2 separate regions of the Oncorhynchus mykiss genome follow, and region 1 is linked to region 2. The links are chromatin contacts, called in public Hi-C maps. All regions are on one chromosome and are shown on one strand. The core of a region is the stretch at or near the end of the contact, and the rest is flanking DNA. Distances in the headings are between cores, read along the strand shown.

Region 1 (6,086 bases), core at 490-2,989, 240 kb before region 2:
GTGTACTCCAGGTCAAACCACTTGCCACCTGGTTTGATCAGAAGCAGCTGCCTCAGCTGAAACTCAAATACGTTGGCATTTAGTTTAGCTTTCTTTCCAGTGGCTGGGACGCTGGTTTTTGCTGTCTCTTTATTTTTCTTATTCTTTGTCTCCACTGTAGATGTGACAGGCAGGTCCTTGCCTTTAGGCTCTGGTTTGGGCTTCTGATCACCTGACTTGGCTTTCTTGGCATCAGCCTTTTTGCTCTCCTTTTGGCTCGCCTCTGCCTTCTCTTCCTCTGTAGGCTCATCTGGGATAATCTGTTGGTCTTTGTATGAGCGGATGCCCAGCTTGGTGATGAATGTCTCCAATTCGCCAGGTTCCAGGTCATCTATGGCTCCTTTCTTTCCACCGTCGATCAGCTCGTTCTCATCAATGATGGCGTCAAGCAGGGCAAAGTCAGCCTACACCAGCACAAGAAAAAAGCCAAGAGAAAAAGAGGTGATTGAACAGTCATGACTTGTCTGAACATTACCGAGTAGAACCACTTGCAAGCAGCTAACGTTAGTTATATTGTACCTTGCCTGGAAACATCACCAAGTACAACCACTTGCAAGCAGCTAACGTTAGTTATATTGTACCTTGCCTGGAAACCCGACGTTGAATTGTATTGAATTCTACATCGAGCAGACATTTGCGTTTGAATCTCACAGACCTCTAACAAGCCAGAATGAGTAAAATTATATTTTAACTTAGTTAACAGTTGTCCGTTCAGTTGGTCCTCTGTGATACAATATATCCACAGGTAACGCTAAATCACAATCAAATCCACAACCGGACGTTCAGAGTTCTATAACCTGAAGCATGCTCACAAAATGATAATACATGCAGGCCAAACATGTATACGTGCCGAACTTGTGCACATGTTTACATGGTTCTGCGAATGCTTCAGGGGATATTAATCTGAACGTACAATGAGCGCTTTGATACGGTGATTTAATTATACATTCCTGTGGATATAGTGTCTTGCATTCCTACCGTCAAAAGACCAACATCCGTAACAACCGGTAGAGTATGTTTAAATGTATATCTATCTATTCAACATACTGGCTTGTAGAGGTCGTGAAGAAACGTTCCAGATCCAAACACTCATTTCTGCACGACGTAGAATTCAATGCAATTAATCGTCGGGTTTCAAGGCAACTAGCTAGCTAAGTTAGCTACCTAGCATCATCGTCAATAACTACTGACAGTGCTAGATAAAGCGTAGCAAAGTCGAACAAATACAGAAAGCATTAACAGTTGAACAAACAATTTATTCGATATTTTGGGAGAAAATGGCACGTGTTTAGTGGTAGCAGCAGGATAAATGTGCTAGTTAGCATGAGGTGCTAGCCTCAATTAACGTTACTTACTCGGGTTCCACCCAAACGTAAAACCTCGTCCAAATTAAATTCCTCGTCCGGTTGAGGACCATCTCCATTGATTTCTTCTTCCTCATCTCCGTCGTTGTCATTTTCAAACTCGTCCTTTACATTTACAAAATGTGTTTTGGCTAATGCCTTACGGTTCTTTCCTTTCGGTGCCATGCTGAAAGCAGCATGTAGAAAAATGACAGGACCTGGAAGGAAAGTGTGTACAGTAACTGCCTTACTATCGTCGAAAGCAATTATTTGTGATCTTCATATCCAGCTTGATTTCAGAACAAGATTCGTGTGTTTTATTTTGTTATCCAAAACCACATGACTAGTAGTGTATAGGATTTTCTGGATTATATTTCTGATTTATATGTATCAAACAGGACTGTTTGAACTAAAGTTCAAAGTTCACAAGTCAATTCACTCACTCACCCGGGGCACCACGCCATGTAAAACAAACTAACCCAAATATTGTCCAATCAGAAAAGTAGCGGTACTGGGGTGCAAAGGAGCAAAATAAATAACAATATATGGTGATGAGGTAGTTGGATGGGCTATTTACAGATTGGCTATGTACAGGTGCAGTGAGCTGTGAGCTGCTCTGACAGCTGGTGCTTAAAGCTAGTGAGGGAGATATGAGTCTCCAGCTTCAGTAATTTTTGCAGTTTGTTCCAGTCATTGGCAGCAAAGAACTGGAAGGAAAGGTGGAATTGGCTTTGGGGGTAACCAGTGAAATATACCTACTGGAGCGTGTGCTGCGGGTGGGTGCTGCTATGGTGACCAGTAAGCTGAGATAAGGTGGGGCTTTACCCAGTAACGACTTATAAATGACCTGGAGCCAGCTCAGGACCTTCGCCAACGAGAGCATACAGGTCGCAGTGGTAGGTAGTATATGGGGCTTTGGTGACAAAACGGATGGCACTGTGATAGACTGCATCCAATTTGCTGAGTAGAGTGTTGGAGGCTATTTTGTAAATGACATTGCCGAAGTTAAGGATCGGTAGGATAGTCAGTTTTACTAGGGTATGTTTGGCAGCGTGAGTGAAGGATGCTTTGTTGCGAAATAGGAAGCTGATTCTAGGTTTAATTTTGGATTGGAGATGCTTGATGTGAGTCTGGAAGGAGAGTTTACAGTCTAACCAGACACCTAGGTATTTGTAGTTGTCCACATATTCTAAGTCAGAACCGTCCAGAGTAGTGATGCTGGACGGGTGGGTAGGTGTGGGCAGCGATCAGTTGAAGAGCATGCATTTAGTTTTGCTTGCATTTAAGAGCAGTTGGAGGCCACGGAAGGAGAGTTGTATGGCATTGACGCTCGTCTGGAGGTTATTTAACACAGTGTCCAAAGAAGGGCCAGAAGTATACAGAATGGTGTTGTCTGGGTAGAGGTGGATCAGAGAATCGCCAGCAGCAAGAGTGACATCATTGATGTATACAGAGAAAAGAGTTGGCCCGAGGATTGAACCCTGTGGCACCCCCATAGAGACTGCCAAAGGTCCGGAAAACAGGATTTGACACACAACTCTGTCAGAGAAGTAGTTGGTGAACCAGGCGAGGCAGTCATTTGAGAAACCAAGGCTGTTGAGTCTGCTGATAAGAATGTGGTGATTGACAGAGTCGAAAGCCTTGGCCAGGTTGATGAATACAGCTGCACAGTATTGTCTCTCATCGATGGCGGTTATGATATTAGGACCTTGAGCGTGGCTGAGGTGTACCCATGACCAGCTCGGAAACAAGATTGCATAGCGGAGAAGGTACGGTGGGAATCGAAATGGTCGGTGATCTGTTTGTTAACTTGGCTTTTGAAGACCTTAGAAAGGCAGGGTAGGATAGATATGGGTCTAGAGGGTCTCACCCTTTGAAGAGGGGGATGACTGCGGCAGCTTTCCAAATTTTGGGGATCTCAGATGATACGAAAGAGAGGTTGAACAAGCTAGTAATAGGGGTTGCAACAATTTCAGTGAATAATTTTAGGAATAGAGGGTCCAGATTGTCTAGCCCTGCTGAATTGTAGGGGTCCAGATTTTGCAGCTCTTTCAGAACATCAGCTATCTAGATTTGGGTGAAGGAGAAATGGGGGAGGCTTGGGCAAGTTCTAGTGAGGGGTGCAGGGCTGTTGACCGGGGTAGCCAGGTGGAAAGCATGGCCAGCCGTAGAAAACGCTGATTGAAATTCTCAATTATTGGGGATTTATCGGTGGTGACAGTGTTTCCTAGCCTCAGTGCAGTGGGCAGCTGGGAGGAGGTGCTCTTATTCTCCATGGACTTTACAGTGTCCCAGAACATTTTGGAGTTAGTGCTACAGGATGCAAATTTCTGTTTGAAAAAGCTAGCCTTTGCTTTCCTAACTGCCTGTGTATATTGGTTCCTAACTTCCCTGAAAAGTTGCATATCGCGGGGGCTATTCGATGCTAATGCTATACGCCACAGAATGTTTTTGTGCTGGTCAAGGGCAGTCAGGTCTGGAGTGAACCAAGGGCTGTATCTGTTCCTAGTCCAACATTTTTTGAATGGGGCATGCTTATTTAAGATGGTGAGGAACGCACTTTTAAAGAATAACCAGGCATCCTCTATTGATGGAATGAGGTCAATATCCTTCCAGGACACCCGGGCTACGTCGATTAGAAAGGCCTGCTCGCTGAAGTGTTTTAGGGAGTGTTTGACAGTGATGAGGGGTGGTCGCTTGACCGCAGGCCCATTACAGACATAGGCAATGAGGCAGTGATTGCTGAGATCCTGGTTGAAGACAGCAGAGGTGTATTTGGAGGGCAGGTTGGTTAAGATGATATCGATGAGTATGCACGTGTTTACGAATTTGGGGTTGTACCTGGTGGGTTCATTGATAATTTGTGTGAGATTGAGGGCATCAAGCTCAGATTGTAGGATGGCTGGGGTGTTAAGCATGTCCCAGTTTAGGTCACCTAACGGCACAAGCTCTGAAGATAGATGGGGGGCATTCAATTCACATATGGTGTCCAGGGCACAGCTGGGGGTAGAAGGTGGTCTATAGCAAGCGGCAACGGTAAGAGACTTGTTTCTGGAGAGGTTGATTTTTAAAAGTAGAAGCTCAAATTGTTTGGACACAGACTTGGATAGTAAGACAGAACTCTGCAGGCTATCCCTGCAGTAGATTGAAACTCCGCCCCCTTTGGCAGTCCTGTCTTGTCGGAAAATGTTATAGTTAAGGATGTACATTTCTGGGTTTTTGGTGGTCTTCCTAAGCCAGGATTCAGACACGGCTAGGACATCCGGGTTGGCAGAGGGCAGTGAATTAAGCAAACTTAGGGAGGAGACTTCTAATGTTAACATGCATGAAACCAAAATAGATATTGTAGCCCAAGGAGTGGCTTTTGGGCCTATTCGGCTAGCCGGGAGATGGGCCTAGCAATGGCTAACTGACTACTAGCTAGTAGCTGGCTAGCTTTTGATGGGGGTATAAAAAATAGCAGATCCGTACCACATTGGGTGAGGCTGGTTGCAGGAGAGTATATTCAGTCTGTAGATGGAAATTGATATTACAATATATACAACCATTTTACAACAAAAAAAAGGAAAAACTATATTTACACGGGACACGACGAAACACGTCTGACTGCTACGCCATCTTGGGTGGACCAAACACTTTTGAATCTGCTAGCTTGCTAGTTGGCTACACTCGTGGAGTCTGAGGAATTAATGCATCTTCTGCCAAAGTCTGTCATGTAAAGATGGACTGTAAATTGACAAGATATTGTACGTAGGCCTATGAAACGCAGTTAGCTGATCCCTGCCGGTGTGCTTTCAGTTGTCTCTCTCATGCTACTGTGCAGTCAGGCTTGATGTCCCTTTCTGGGAAAGTATAACGTTAGTGGCCTACTGTTACAGTGGAACATTGTCTGAGTGTTGTAACTAGCTAGATAACTGTGTCAATTAGGACAGTTAGAGCACTGCAGAGTTTTAGCAATGTCCTTGTCTGCCCTTGTCCACCACCATCATCTGGTAAGATCAGTTTCTCTATTTCAGCCTTACTAGTTATGGATATCTCTCATTGGAATTGTATCCACAGTCATTTCAGTCTATGTCTAGTTTCTATCAGAAATCTGTATCTAAATGTTAACTTCTTCTTTATAGTTAGATCATGGAGCAGATAAACTAATGCCAGGGAACTCAATCCTATCTCAGTGGCAGAGTACATGAGGTTCTCACTAACCCAGTCAAGGTAGGTAACTACCACCTGATCAATTCACACGCACGCACACCCACACAGTACAGAAACCAGTCAGACAGTGCCACTATTCTTTAAAGATATGTTTGTTTCAGAGATGAAACGGTCTGTTTATTTTCCAGGGCTATTATGTGCAGAATGATATGCTTGGGCCAGATGGAGATTTCATCACAATGCCAGAAATTAGTCAGATCTTTGGGGAGGTAAGCATTTTCATCACAACCATATTTCAATTCATGTTAATCAATACATGTATGGATTGCTGTGTTGTAGATGTATGCATATACATGCTTGATCAACAGTCTTTCTATGTTCGAGTTTCTTTATGTTGTTCCATACCAATGCCCTGAGTGATGATGATGATGGTTTCAGCTTATCCTTTCTCTGTCTGTAGCTGCTGGGGATCTGGTGTTTAAGCGAGTGGATGGGAGCAGGGAAGCCCAGTCACTTCCAGTTAGTGGAGTTTGGACCAGGAAGAGGCTCCTT
Region 2 (5,306 bases), core at 2,737-5,236:
ATGTTGAGAAACCTGAAGCCATCCTAGTAAACAAATCAATTGTAAAACTGTTATTTACTCCACCCTGAAATTTAACACATTGGTCTGGCCAGTGTCTGTATAGCAAGGTGTGTTTAAATTTGGCTCTTTTCATTGGGTGCGTCCCCAATGGCACCCTATTACGTATATAGTGCACTACTTTTGACCGGGCACTGGCCGAATGTAGTGCACTATCAAGGGAATATTCTTGCATTTGACTCACAATTACTGTGTTAGAGCAGCATTTTTCCTTCCTTGTACAAAAAATACAAGGCATGTGGTGTCAGTGTGTTACTGAGAGCTGTGTTGTACTGCTTTCTGGGGGTTTTCTGTCTGACCCACTTTCCCTGCTTGACTTGACTGGGCTGCTGCTGCCGTTGCTGGGGGAGGGCCCAGTCGATTCCCCTTGAACAGGCCACTGAGTCCCTCAAGTGAGTCAATCCCTCATCTGCACACAGACTAACAATTCGCTCATGTATATTCGCTCTCATTTAGGCCTACGTGGAAACACACAGACGTTCTCATATGGCCTGTTTCCTTTTCTGTTGATCCTTTTCTTTCCATTCTTGTACTTTATTAATAACATAATAGCATATAGAGGAATGAGTACCGTTACAGTCAACAATTGTCCCACATATGAAATGAATTCAATCAGACAAACTGTAAAGAAAGCAGGAAAAACAATGGCTCAATTCATCACAAAAATAGGTCTGTGCCTCTCATACTCAAACACAGGCCTATTTCTAATGAATTGAATACATCTACTGATGATTAAAGGGGTAATATGGGATTCAGCGCGTTTACCCCGCCACTTTTTTGGTAAACATTTAAATTCCACCTGGTATGATAGTGTGAAATACATTAGGATCCATTCCTTGTTTTCCAATTCAGGCATTCAAATTGTGCATTTCAGTTTCACAAAAACGACACTTAAGAACGGGAAGCATGGAAGTACCTTACATAGAACAGATCTACCGCTTCTTAGACTTGCTTTCAATGAAAATGACAGAGCTATAACATATGTTTCTATGTGAATTTGGTTGGGTCGCCAAAAAGTTACATATTGTAGCTTTAACTTGTATGTATTACCTTTGGTTGTGTTTATGCCACAATAAGTTGTTCAGATCATCAGATTCTCAAACGATCACTTGCCTTTTGGTAGGCTGTCATTGTAAATAAGAATTTGTTCTTAACTGACTCGCCTAGTTAAATAATAGTTTAATAAAATAAATCAAATGGGCTCCTTTACTAGGCTACACGTGCACATTCATCCACTCACAAAATATCTCCAGCCTCTAAACAGTGGTGAATGGAAAGAGACATCTTGTACACCAAACACCAAAAAGTGTAATGACATTTGGCGATTGGCACATTGCATTTTGGCTTGTAGGTTGGTATACCACCCGTTTAAGTCCATTTTTCATGTCTCTGACATGTGGTAATTCTAAATAAGGGTGTAATAGCTTACAGTTTTCGTGACATTTTGTTTTAATTATTGTGAAAGGCTCATGTCGAGAGCATGGTTGCATCACCGCCTGGTATGGCAACTGCTTGGCATCTGACCGTAAGGCGCTACAGAGGGTAGTGTGTACAGCCCAGTACATCACTGGGGCCAAGCTTCCTGCCATCCAGGACCTACAGTGCCTTGCGAAAGTATTCGGCCCCCTTGAACTTTGCGACCTTTTGCCACATTTCAGGCTTCAAACATAAAGATATAAAACTGTATTTTTTTTGTGAAGAATCAACAACAAGTGGGACACAATCATGAAGTGGAACGACATTTATTGGATATTTCAAACTTTTTTAACAAATCAAAAACTGAAAAATTGGGCGTGCAAAATTATTCAGCCCCCTTAAGTTAATACTTTGTAGCGCCACCTTTTGCTGCGATTACAGCTGTAAGTCGCTTGGGGTATGTCTCTATCAGTTTTGCACATCGAGAGACTGACATTTTTTCCCATTCCTCCTTGCAAAACAGCTCGAGCTCAGTGAGGTTGGATGGAGAGCATTTGTGAACAGCAGTTTTCAGTTCTTTCCACAGATTCTCGATTGGATTCAGGTCTGGACTTTGACTTGGCCATTCTAACACCTGGATATGTTTATTTTTGAACCATTCCATTGTAGATTTTGCTTTATGTTTTGGATCATTGTCTTGTTGGAAGACAAATCTCCGTCCCAGTCTCAGGTCTTTTGCAGACTCCATCAGGTTTTCTTCCAGAATGGTCCTGTATTTGGCTCCATCCATCTTCCCATCAATTTTAACCATATTCCCTGTCCCTGCTGAAGAAAAGCAGGCCCAAACCATGATGCTGCCACCACCATGTTTGACAGTGGGGATGGTGTGTTCATGGTGATGAGCTGTGTTGCTTTTACGCCAAACATAACGTTTTGTATTGTTGCCAAAAAGTTCAATTTTGGTTTCATCTGACCAGAGCACCTTCTTCCACATGTTTGGTGTGTCTCCCAGGTGGCTTGTGGCAAACTTTAAACACCACTTTTTATGGATATCTTTAAGAAATGGCTTTCTTCTTGCCACTCTTCCATAAAGGCCAGATTTGTGCAATATACGACTGATTGTTGTCCTATGGACAGAGTCTCCCACCTCAGCTGTAGATCTCTGCAGTTCATCCAGAGTGATCATGGGCCTCTTGGCTGCATCTCTGATCAGTCTTCTCCTTGTATGAGCTGAAAGTTTAGAGGGACGGCCAGGTCTTGGTAGATTTGCAGTGGTCTGATACTCCTTCCATTTCAATATTATCGCTTGAACAGTGCTCCTTGGGATGTTTAAAGCTTGGGAAATCTTTTTGTATCCAAATCCGGCTTTAAACTTCTTCACAACAGTATCTCGGACCTGCCTGGTGTGTTCCTTGTTCTTCATGATGCTCTCTGCGCTTTTAACGGACCTCTGAGACTATCACAGTACAGGTGCATTTATACGGAGACTTGATTACACACAGGTGGATTGTATTTATCATCATTAGTCATTTAGGTCAACATTGGATCATTCAGAGATCCTCACTGAACTCCTGGAGAGAGTTTGCTGCACTGAAAGTAAAGGGGCTGAATAATTTTGCACGCCCAATTTTTCAGTTTTTGATTTGTTAAAAAAGTTTGAAATATCCAATAAATGTCGTTCCACTTCATGATTGTGTCCCACTTGTTGTTGATTCTTCACAAAAAAATACAGTTTTATATCTTTATGTTTGAAGCCTGAAATGTGGCAAAAGGTCGCAAAGTTCAAGGGGGCCGAATACTTTCGCAAGGCACTGTATATAATAGGTGGTGTCAGAGGAAAGACCATAAAATTGTCAGAGACTCCAGTCACCCAAGTCATAGACTGTTTTCTCTGCTACCGCACAGCAAGCGGTACCGGAGTACCAGGTCTATGACCAAAAGGCTCCTTAACAGCTTCTACCCCAAAGCCATAAGACTGCTGAGCAATTAATCAAATGGCCACCGGAGGATTTACATTGACCCCCCTTCCATTTGTTTTGTACACTGCTGCCACTCGCTATTTAATATCAATGCATAGTCATTTCACCCCTACCTACATGGACAAATGAACTCAACTAACCTGTACCCCCGCACACTGACTCAGTACCGGTACCCCCTGTACATAGCCCCCTTATTTTATTGTGTTACTTTTTACTTTCATTTATTTGGTAAATATTTTCTTAACTCTTCTTGAACTGCACTGTTGATTAAGGGCTTGTATGTAAGTAAGCATTTCACAGTAAGGTCTACACATGTGACAAAGTTGGATTTGATTTGATGTTTTACCAGTATAGCTTACCCTGATATGTATTTTGCCTTACTTTCACCCATGTCATTACAAGACATCTCCACCCACCCGTGACACCTGGCCATGCAAACCGAACTCCACCATTGGTCTCACGTGGGAAAGCATGCTCACGCGAGAGAAGGAACACCCACTTACACAGACAGGAAGCTTGACCATTTTTTCAAACGGTAAACTGCTTGAGTAGACATCTTCATTTATCCACCATCGTTGGCTAGAGCCCTTGATTCTCAACGCTCGCTGTTTTCGCTGATGCCATGCTGGGCTAGGGGCTTCGGAGAGAAAAGGCATTTGCCTGTATCCGGGTTAGACATGGAAGGAAAAAAGTTTCATGTCTGTCTGAAAACGTATAACATGAGCTTGCTCTAACAGACGGTATTTATGCGGATATTCGATACTCTTGCGCTTTTTCATTTTACGCTAACGTCGTTTTCTTGTTAGCTAACGTTAGCTGTCTGGCTTCTTTTGTGTTCTGCTTTTCTTCCTCTCTTTTTTTTCATTAGCCAGTTAGCTTGCTAGCTCGACTGGACTTTATGCCTGAGATGTGGACTTGATCATGGCCGCACAAGTGGCAACAGCCCCAACATCAAATGGTAAGAAAAGGTCGAATTTAGCTAGTAGCTTGAGTCAAGATTTGAAATCTGGCAAGTCTGGAGTAGTTGGTGGAGCTGTGCTCGGGGTAGGAAATGGGACTAGCGTTCATGCTATGAATAATGTAGAACGCCATGAACTGAACCCGACCAGTAGAGCTCGAGCTTCTTCTGCAAACAACGATTCGAATCCACGTGAGAAGGAAAGTAGAGATTCTAGATCTGCGTCTTTTTCGACTTCAAATTCTAGCATGGAGACGGGAATGTTTGTTAATCATAAAGTGAAAAATGTTGGTGGTGAAGATACTCCATCTCTCCACCACACACCTCCTCAGCAACAGCCATTCAACCAATTCCTTCAGCACCAACAACGCCAAATTCAGAACAACAACCAGCAGTCGCTACATGGAGAAAGTGGAAACCGCCAACATGGGGAAAGTGGAAACCGCCAACATGGGGAAAGTGGAAACCGCCAACATGGAGGAAAAGGGAATGTTGTTTTAGGGAATACAGTCGAACGCCATCAGCAACAGGAAATGCTGAATAAAAATGAGGACGACCAACCGAGCAAAACGGAAGACCGGTTGGACAGCAGGTACGAGCATGCCAGTTCGGGACCAACAAATAACAACATCAACCCGGCCCAAAGTGGTACCAGCTCGGTTTCGGAGTTTAATAGTTATTATGGAAATGGTAAAGGTGGGCCTTGCTTTGATCAACATGGCGGACAACAAAGCCCTGGGTCTGGGATAATGCATTCGGTACAACAGAATATGGATCAAGTTCAACAAAACTCCCACGAAGGGTACCACAACAACCCGTACAACCACTACCCGACTTACCGACCTGGCTACGGTAATAGTGGATATGGGATGATGAGTCCCTCTCGGCAGGGGAAC

Evidence for each region. A called contact is a pair of places that touch in the nucleus more often than the background predicts.
Region 1: a Hi-C map of liver shows a contact between it and region 2, with 3 times the contacts expected there. The contact joins the promoter of cebpz here to the promoter of arid1b in region 2. A contact is called at or near these places in 2 of 3 Hi-C or Micro-C datasets (blood and liver).

Annotation. Positions count from the first base shown.
Region 1 is chr4:11,229,381-11,235,466 of USDA_OmykA_1.1, reverse strand. It overlaps cebpz (CCAAT/enhancer-binding protein zeta), which reads right to left and starts at 1,739. Exons shown (of 17, transcript XM_021600159.2): 1 at 1,395-1,739; 2 at 1-443. The coding sequence starts at 1,568. It also overlaps the pseudogene LOC110521042.
Region 2 is chr4:10,994,837-11,000,142 of USDA_OmykA_1.1, reverse strand. arid1b (AT-rich interactive domain-containing protein 1B) reads left to right here and starts at 3,986. Exons shown (of 22, transcript XM_036975622.1): 1 at 3,986-4,410. The coding sequence starts at 4,408.